2 separate regions of the Sus scrofa genome follow, and region 2 is linked to region 1. Evidence: chromatin contacts called from public HiChIP or PLAC-seq data. All regions are on one chromosome and are shown on one strand. Each heading gives the region's core, a stretch centred on a gene start, on an enhancer-like site or on the middle of the called end of the contact. The rest is flanking DNA. Distances are from core to core; before and after follow the strand shown. Region 1 overlaps SIK3 (serine/threonine-protein kinase SIK3). Region 2 overlaps SIK3 (serine/threonine-protein kinase SIK3).

Region 1 (4,252 bases), core at 98-2,597:
ACACATGTCTTTCTCTGTCTGACTTCACTTAGTATGATAATTTATAGGGCCATCCATGTTGCTGCAAATGGCATTATTTCATTCTTTTTTATGGCTGAATAATATCCCTTTCTATTTATGTACCACATCTTTATCCAGTCCTCTGTCAGTGGACATTTAGGTTGTTTCCATGTCTTGGCTGTTGTAAACAGTGCTGCAGTGAACATTGGAGTACATGTATCTTTTCAAACTACAGCTTTCTCTGGATATATGCCTAGAGGTGCTGTCGTATGGTATTTCTATATTTAGTTTTTTAGGGAACCTCCATACTGTCCTTCGTAGTGGTTGCGCCAATACATTCCCACCAGCACTGTAGGAGGATTCCCTTTTCTCCACACCCTCGCCAGCATTTATTGTTTATAGACTTTTTGATGATGGCCATTCTGACTGGTGTGAGGAGATAACAAATTGTAGTTTTGACATGCATTTCTCTAATAATGTTTAGATTTTAAAGTAGTCACTGCATAAAATAGATTCATCCTAAGTGACAGCTGACAATGACAGGGTTTCCTTGAGCATGTTAAAAAATTTTCATTTCTAGGGCTTAGTCCACAAGCAGAGTAGGTATTCCTAACTCTGAGCTTTTCACCAGAAGAAGGTTTCTTGGCAAAAACTCCTATGATTTCTCATTGACTTTCTTTTTAGTTCTATTAGCCATGATTATGACAGGATCAGGACATTAGATAGACTTTTTTTTTTTTTTTTTTTTTGGAAAGGGCAGATAGCATTAAAGAGGAACTCTGAGTCGCAAACATTTGTAAGTCCAGAACACAGGCTGCCATCAAAGCCATGTTTCTCCATCCAGAGACTGTCATTGTAGACCATTCATCAGTGTTGATCTGTTTGTCTGCTATAGTAGTGTCAATTTAGACTGGTACCTGAACTGGCCAAAGTGAATGGATAACATCATATAGGATCCTTGCTCTGGAAAATGTAAGACTTTAGTGTTACTTAACTTGAAAATTTATGAAGTTAGTTCATTTTTCAGGGAAATAGAAATGAGAGTTAATAGCCAGTTTATTTTTGTTTCCTTTTTTGGCTTTTTGGGCTTTGAGAAAAATAGAGCCCTCTTTGAAATTGCCTGGCAGAATTAAACATTATTAAGATGTTTGTAAAACTGTTGAATATAAAGAGCTCTTGGGCTGGGTGCTTGGGAGTGACCTTTGAACACACTGGTGTGTGGAAAGAGGACGTGAGAAACCAGACCAGACCCTCTGTCCAAGTACCTGTAAGCAACATGAATCTCCTGCTAACTGCTTCTTCCTCGCATTCTTCTCATGCCTCCTGGCACACAGATGTCTTCTGTTTCCCCAGCTCTAAGCAGTTTTATGTGGTCACAAAGAATCTATGACTCAGTTTCTTGCAGACCACTCCTCTGCCCACAGAGCTGAAAATGATTGCTTTGCCATGTCCCATACTTTCGCAACACATGAAGGGCTTGAGGGACAGTTGGCATTTCCTCCCTCACGGGATCAGCCTGAAGATTCTGAGGGCCAGTTCCCTGAATTCTCACCTGCCCCTCTGCCTGTCTGTGATTCCTTGAATGAAGAAGACTGTCGTTGCCAGCCTTCCGTCACAGTCTCCATCACCATGCAACAAGCAGAATTTATAAGCTAGGCTCACTCCCTTGCGGTGCATTTCACCCTCACCGTCATGCCCCTGCCTTCTCAGTTCATCTTAATCCAACTGGCTGTTCCCCGTAACATTGCTTTCCAGCTAGTTCATAGCCTTCTCCCATGTATTTATTACCTAGTCCACTTTCTGTGAACTCGGCTTGTGGGTGAACTCTGTCATCATGGACCCTATGGAGATTACATGGTGTTTGCTCTTGTCAGAAGAAGAATGAGGGAGTTCCCATCATGGTGCAGTGGTTAACGAATCCGACTAGGAACCATGAGGTTGCGGGTTCGGTCCCTGCCCTTGCTTAGTGGGTTAACGATCCGGCGTTGCCGTGAGCTGTGGTGTAGGTTGCAGACGCGGCTCGGATCCCGCGTTGCTGTGGCTCTGGCGTAGGCCGGCGGCTACGGCTCCAATTCGACCCCTAGCCTGGGAACCTCCATATGCCGCTGGAGCGGCCCAAGGTAATGGCAAAAAGACAAAAAAAAAAAAAAAGAAGAAGAATGAAATTGATGTGCCATGTTTTATAAAAATATGCTGGCTACTACCTAAAATATCATCAATTAATTCAGGTTTTATATGAGTGAAAAACTCTGGCTTTGGAGTAAGACTGACCAGAATTTGTATCCAGGTCTTGCCTCTTATTATCTGCTCAAGTTTCTTTTCTTTTCTTTCCTTTTCTTTTTTGCCACACACACAGCATGCAGAAATTCCTGGGCCAGAGACCAAATCCATGCCACAGGAGTAACAACCCTGGATCCTTAACCACTAGGCCACTAGGAAACCTCCTGGTCAAGTTTCTTAACTTCTCTGATTTTTTAATTCCTTTATGTATAAAATAGGTATTATAATAATAATAAGAATTAGTCTGTGAATTAAGTGCTTAAAATAACTTAAAGGATTTAGCACTCTGCCTGGCATATAAGTACTGGATAAGTGTTAGGAATTATTATGAAATGACATTTTTGAATGAATTGCTCTACTGATCTTTCATTTGCTCCTTCCCTATGTTGTTTTTCACTCCTTTTTCTTTCTCTCACTCTCTTAAAAGGCTAAAGATATATATCACTTTCAGACAAATCCATAGGGCTTATGAAGAAGATTTATCTGCCAAGAGCTGTTTTGATTTGTTGTGTCATAACCTTGATGCTATAGCTTTGCCCCCATGCAGATGTCTCCTCACTGGGTAATCTGATTTACGTATTATTCTGTACAGCCTCAGAAAAGATCAGTCAGTATGTACCCTCTGTATGAGAGAGACAGAGAACTCTAAAGCTGCAAGGGGAAGCCTTGGAAATCACCCAGTCCTGACTTTTGCCCCTAAACAATTCCACAACTTAATCTTCTGAAAAATAATAGTTGGCTGGATTTTCTAGCTTGAAGCATGGAGAATGCCTGTTCTATTGTGGATTCTTGGGATAGGATTATTTAAGTTGTTGGAAGGAACTGTAGCAGTCACCTAGTCCAGTCTTTCTTTCAGCTGGCCTTACTGAGGGCCTGTTACATAACCATGTGCTCTGCAGGCCCTGGGGATACACTGCTCAGTGAGACACAGGTTCCCTCGTTAAAGGACCCCTAGTCTTCCTCACACCTAAGGCTGGGAGCCCTTCTAATGACATCTCAAATGCCAGCTTCTGATTGGACATTTCCAGTGACAATAAGGATACGGTTTCACAGGTCAGATTGTTCACTTTTACATGGAAACCAAAGAGTTCATCCTATCCAGTTGTTTCTGGACTTATTTTTTTAGGTGAAATCTTACTCAGAATACAAATCTATAAAATAAATAAAATTAGCTGTGCTCTAGGTGTGGCCCTGCCCACTTGAATGCCCCCCTCACTTGCTGAAGGGGCCCCGCCTTACCTCCCTAGGATCTTGATCCAGTACTTTGGGTCAACTCTGATAATTAGATTTTTCCTAAACTGAACTTATAACTTCCTGATTACTCCAAATTCTGGACTGAGGAGCAGCACAGTACAATCCACTTAGTCTTCTTTATAAATACCTTTCAGATATTTGAAGAAGCCCAGTGTGCCCCTCCTTTTGTCCGAGATAAATCAGCCTCATTGCCTTTAACCTGTCTTCAGGGGGCAGGTTTTCAAAGTTTTAGTCAGGAAATTCTTTCTTAAGTTATTCTGTTTCTTCTATTTTGGAAACCAGAAACAGAACTTCGGTTAACTATGTTGGGTGAGTTTGAAGTTGGATATTAACTCCCTTTCCTCATCCTTTATTTCTTCCCCTTTAGGCTGAATACTTTCAGCCTCTTAGAGAAAGCTGTTTATTATCAAGGTCAAAAAAGAAAAAGATGTTAAAGATGTAGCCTCAGATGGAATTACAACTTGAGATGGCGGTCTAAACTTAATTCCCATTTTAGGACCCTGCCCATACAGCAGCCCTCTCTCCAGAAGTCATCCAAATGCCTGTCAGCACCACAAGGCAGGGCCTGAGCTGCGCATCCTCCAGTCACTGATCTGATGGCATCAAGTTTCATGGGCCCACAGTGATTTTCTCTGCAGAGGCTGCCTGGCGCCTGCACAGAGCAGATGAGAGCAGCTCTGAAGGGAGCCCCCCCCCCCCCAACTCCCCTCCCCTCTGC
Region 2 (4,209 bases), core at 87-2,586, 67 kb before region 1:
CGCAACCTCATGGTTCCTAGTCGGATTCGTTAACCACTGCGCCACGACGGGAACTCCTTTTTTTTTTTTTGCAGTGAAGTATTTTGTCCTGGAGTTTTTGCTGTAGGATTAATTTAAGAAATGGCAGTAGACCTGTTAGCTTTTGGAGTCTGTTCCTTTGAGACCAACTTGCTAGGAATCTGTTTCCTATCTTTTTAAAAAGAGTGCATTTATTTTCTTCATTGACATTCTATAAACAAAATACTGGCCATTTGTATTTTATGGAATATGTTTTAGAGTGTATTTAATTTTCTGTGGGAAACTCCTTTTAATAATTCATCAGAGTAATTTTTAAATGATTTTTATTTTTTTCCATTATAGCTGGTTTACAGTGTTCTGTTAATTTTCTACTGTATAGCAAAGTGACCCAGTCACACATAATTTTCTTTCTCTGTTGTCAGGTTGCAATCAAGATCATAGATAAGACCCAGCTGGATGAAGAAAATTGAAGAAGATTTTCCGAGAAGTTCAAATTATGAAGATGCTTTGCCACCCCCATATTATCAGGCTGTACCAGGTAGGATCACTAGTGGTGTAGCATGAGCCACAAAGAACCTAGAATGGTCACTTGTATCTATGGTTACTTTTGAAGAGAAGGTGGGTGGGTGAACGTCTGCAACTTTTTCTTGCTTCTATGATCATATCATGGTACTATTTTCCCCAGCCTATTATCACCCAAGTCAGTACTCATGTTTGGGTATTTACTAGTGAGTTCTAACTTACCTAGGTAGACCTTTTTAATTCATTCTTTAACACATGGATACCATTCTTAGAGTTACACAAAAAGATTATTTAGGAGGGAATGAGAACTTACTTATTTAGATCAGAACCCTAAAGCAGAATGGGAAACCAGAGAGTTTTGAGAGATGAAAAGCTAGAGATGAATATAACATTGTTTTTACAACATTTAAAAAATACTACTTTCTGTGGTCATGTGATCATCATAAATTATGATGGTAAACTGTATTTTATGTATGGCTTCTTGCATCAGTCAGAACCTGTCTCATTTTATTCTAATAGGGTCCTAGACTAGTTTTCTATGGTAGCATTTGATTACTTTGAAGACCAAGAGTTTGTGTATAGAAGAGATTTCTATTCTAGTTTTCTTAGTTTCCCAAGAAGCATGCATATTTCATGCCATCATCAAAAGTGATTCCCTATCCTTACTACAAAAGCAGTAAATCTAATGGCTAGAGTTTTAAGCCAGATAGGAGAGGAGGACCTTGCCTTAGCAGGCTGGTGGAAGAGATATTTTGGGAGAGGTGGGGCTTTGGGGTGCTTCTCAAATTGCAGTGTGTTGGCAGCCACGAGCTCTGCCTTTGCATGGGGCCAGCCCTGCTCACTGCTCTCTACCAGAATAGCCATCACTTAGTTCTGCAGGAAGTGGCCACCCACTCAGTTCATTTGCTGCTGTTAGTCTGCAGTAAATGGTTACTGGCCCAGACATGGGAGCATGTGTAAGAGTGGAAAGAGTACATCTGAGGCACAACTGGCAAGCTTTCATAGTCTGTTACTTTTATGGGAAAGAAAGAAAGTTGTGATATTAGTTATGTGGTTAAGGCTACTGTATTAGGGCTCTTCTCTGGCATCACATGATGAAATGAATTAGATCATCAGGAGCAGGCTTGTTCAAATTTACCAGACTAAATTATCTCAAACCACACCTCCATTTGTGCCCCAGAAGCAAACCCATAAAAGCTTCCTGGGGTTGCTTGAAGACCTTTTTTTGCAAACTCAGAGGTGTCTAACCTCTGCTTCCTTCCTATCCTGAAGGAAAAGTAAACTTCTTGACCTCACGTTTTAAAATAAATCATCTACTGGGGAGTTCCCATTGTGGCGCAATGGGAACAAATCCGACTAGGAACCATGAGGTTGCGAGTTCGATCCCTGGCCTCGATCAGTGGGTTAAGGATCCAGCGCTGCCATGAACTGTGGTGTAGGTTGCAGATACGGCTTGGATCTGGTGTTGCTGTGGTTCTGTTGTAGGCCAGCAGCTCCAGCTCCGATTAGCCCCTAGCCTTGGAACCTCCATCTGCCATGGTGCAGCCCTAAAAAGACAAATAAATAAATAAATAAATAAATAAAGTTACCCTCAAATAATTTTAGAGCTTATTAGACTGACGTTTCTCAAGAGGTTAACTAATAGATGTCAGCCTTATAACTGAAATCTGCAATTTTACCTTTCTTACCCAAAATTTAATTAGCCTATAATATTTCCATACTTTCAGCCCTGACTTTGAACATTGCTCTCTTTTAAGCTTTAATTTTGTTCTCTGGCAGCTCATATTGTTAATGGGAGAGTCTGAGCTGCCAAGGTGAGAATGGCTGTGTCTTCATACAATATCAAGGTAATTTTCAGGTCATTTGCTAAATCTTCAGTCTGTTCTAGTTTATAGAATGAGGCAAATATAGGTAACCGTATAGGAAAGTTTTTGAACTCCTGATAAGTTTAAAATTAAAAGAACATTTGCAGACAATAAAAGGCCTGGTACAAAGAAGATACACAATATGACATTTTTTCTTTTATTTTTTTCTAAACACCTACATATATTTAAGGTACTTACTTTTTGTTTTATAAGTCAACACATAGAACTTGAAAGCAATTCATGTAATAAATAATGGGCTAATATCCAATGACTCAATTATTAGATTGAAAAATTCAAATAATGTGCACATAAACTGTGGAGTACTGTGAGACCATTGAAAGGAAGAGATCTATTTTTATAATGTAATGCAGAGTACTTTTTTTGAATGAAAACTGTTATATGGTATTAATATATAAAGACATCAAAGATAAAGTGACCAGGGAATAATTTGACAAAATAATTAACTGTGAGGTATCGTGAAAGTGTAGCACTCACTGCATTGCCTCTTCTGGTAGCCACTAGCCACATGTGGTTATTGTGCATTAACAAGTAGCTAGAATGAATGAGGAACTGGAGTTTTCCTTTAATTTATTTTTAATTAATTTAAATATGAAAACGAGAGCAGTTTACAATAAAGTTTTTTGAAATGATAATATTAATGATAATAAAATATATTCCTAGAATTAATTTCACCTTTTTCTTTTAACTTCTTAATTCTTTTTCAGCTGTGGCATATGGAAGTTCCTGGACCAGGGACTAAATCTGAGCCACAGCTGCAACCTACGCCACAGCTGTTGCAATGACAGGTCCTTAACCCACTGCACTGGGCCAGGGATCAAACTCCTGCTGCCACAGACAACACCAGATCCTCAGCCTGCTGTGCCACAGTGGGAACTCCTCTTTTAACTTTTTTAATGTGGCTTCTAGAAACGTTAGAAATAGTATTTCTATTGGACAGCACTGCTCTAGAATGATATAGAATAAGCTGTTAAGAGTATTTCCTCTGGGGAATAAAATGGAGGAAAGAAGAAAACCTTTGGTCTTTTGTTTATATACTAGATTTTTAAAATGTTTATAATGAACATATATACTCATATTATTTTAATAAATATTTAATTTTTCATTAAATTCATTAATTTTCATTAAATTTTACCTTTTTTGGTAAGAAGGAAGAAGAGACTGACAACACAGTACAACTAAAAAGGAAAATAGCAAAATAGAACCTAAAATACAGAAGAGTAATATATATTACTTGAAGTTTGAATATTTATATTATTGTTCCCAGTTTTGAATAAATGGACCACGGACAGGAAAGCTGTCATTCCATTTTTTAAAAAAGCACAACCATATGTATGTGTGTGTGGTTCTTGAAGTGATTCCTATTTTTTTCCCTATGTTTTGTCTTGGTTTGTTTTTTTTTTTTCCTTTTTAGGGTCACATGTGTGGCAAATGGAAGTTCCCAGGCTAGGGGTTGAATCAGAGCTGCAACAGCTGGCCTACACCACAGCCGTAGCGAGGGCAGATCCGAGTTGCGTGTTACCTATGTTGCAGCTTATGTCAACACCAGATCCTTAACCCACTGAGCGAGGCTGGGGATCGAACCCCCATCCTCATAGATACTAGTCAGGTTTGTTACTGCTGAGCCACAGTAAAAACTCCTGGTTGGGTTTTTTTGAAGGACATTTTTGTGCTTCAAGTGACCAGTGTCCAATGTGAACTTTTTGGTTCTTAGCAGCTTCCTTGCTTCTCAGTTTTTCGAGCTTAAGACATTGCTGAGGCCTCATGGGACCACAGGACTGTTTCT

What was found. HiChIP or PLAC-seq counts read pairs in DNA pulled down with a chosen protein or histone mark.
Region 2: an H3K27ac HiChIP or PLAC-seq map of alveolar macrophages shows a contact between it and region 1. The contact joins two enhancer-like sites. A contact is called at or near these places in 2 of 47 Hi-C or Micro-C datasets (heart right ventricle and mesenchymal stem cells) and 2 of 2 datasets of contacts at active chromatin or transcription factors (alveolar macrophages and skeletal muscle).

Annotation. Positions count from the first base shown.
Region 1 is chr9:44,261,381-44,265,632 of Sscrofa11.1, reverse strand. All of the region lies in intron 7 of SIK3 (serine/threonine-protein kinase SIK3), which reads left to right. Among named protein-coding and RNA genes, the nearest start is that of APOA1, 45 kb to the right of the region's middle. Within about 2 kb of position 1,347, at least 10 of the 83 cell types and tissues checked have an H3K27ac peak or open chromatin away from gene starts, as enhancers often do. A contact at or near this core is called in alveolar macrophages, where this site is marked.
Region 2 is chr9:44,328,253-44,332,461 of Sscrofa11.1, reverse strand. SIK3 (serine/threonine-protein kinase SIK3) reads left to right here. Exons shown (of 25, transcript XM_021062877.1): 2 at 441-483; 3 at 486-556. Among named protein-coding and RNA genes, the nearest start is that of APOA1, 110 kb to the right of the region's middle. Within about 2 kb of position 1,336, at least 5 of the 83 cell types and tissues checked have an H3K27ac peak or open chromatin away from gene starts, as enhancers often do. A contact at or near this core is called in alveolar macrophages, where this site is marked.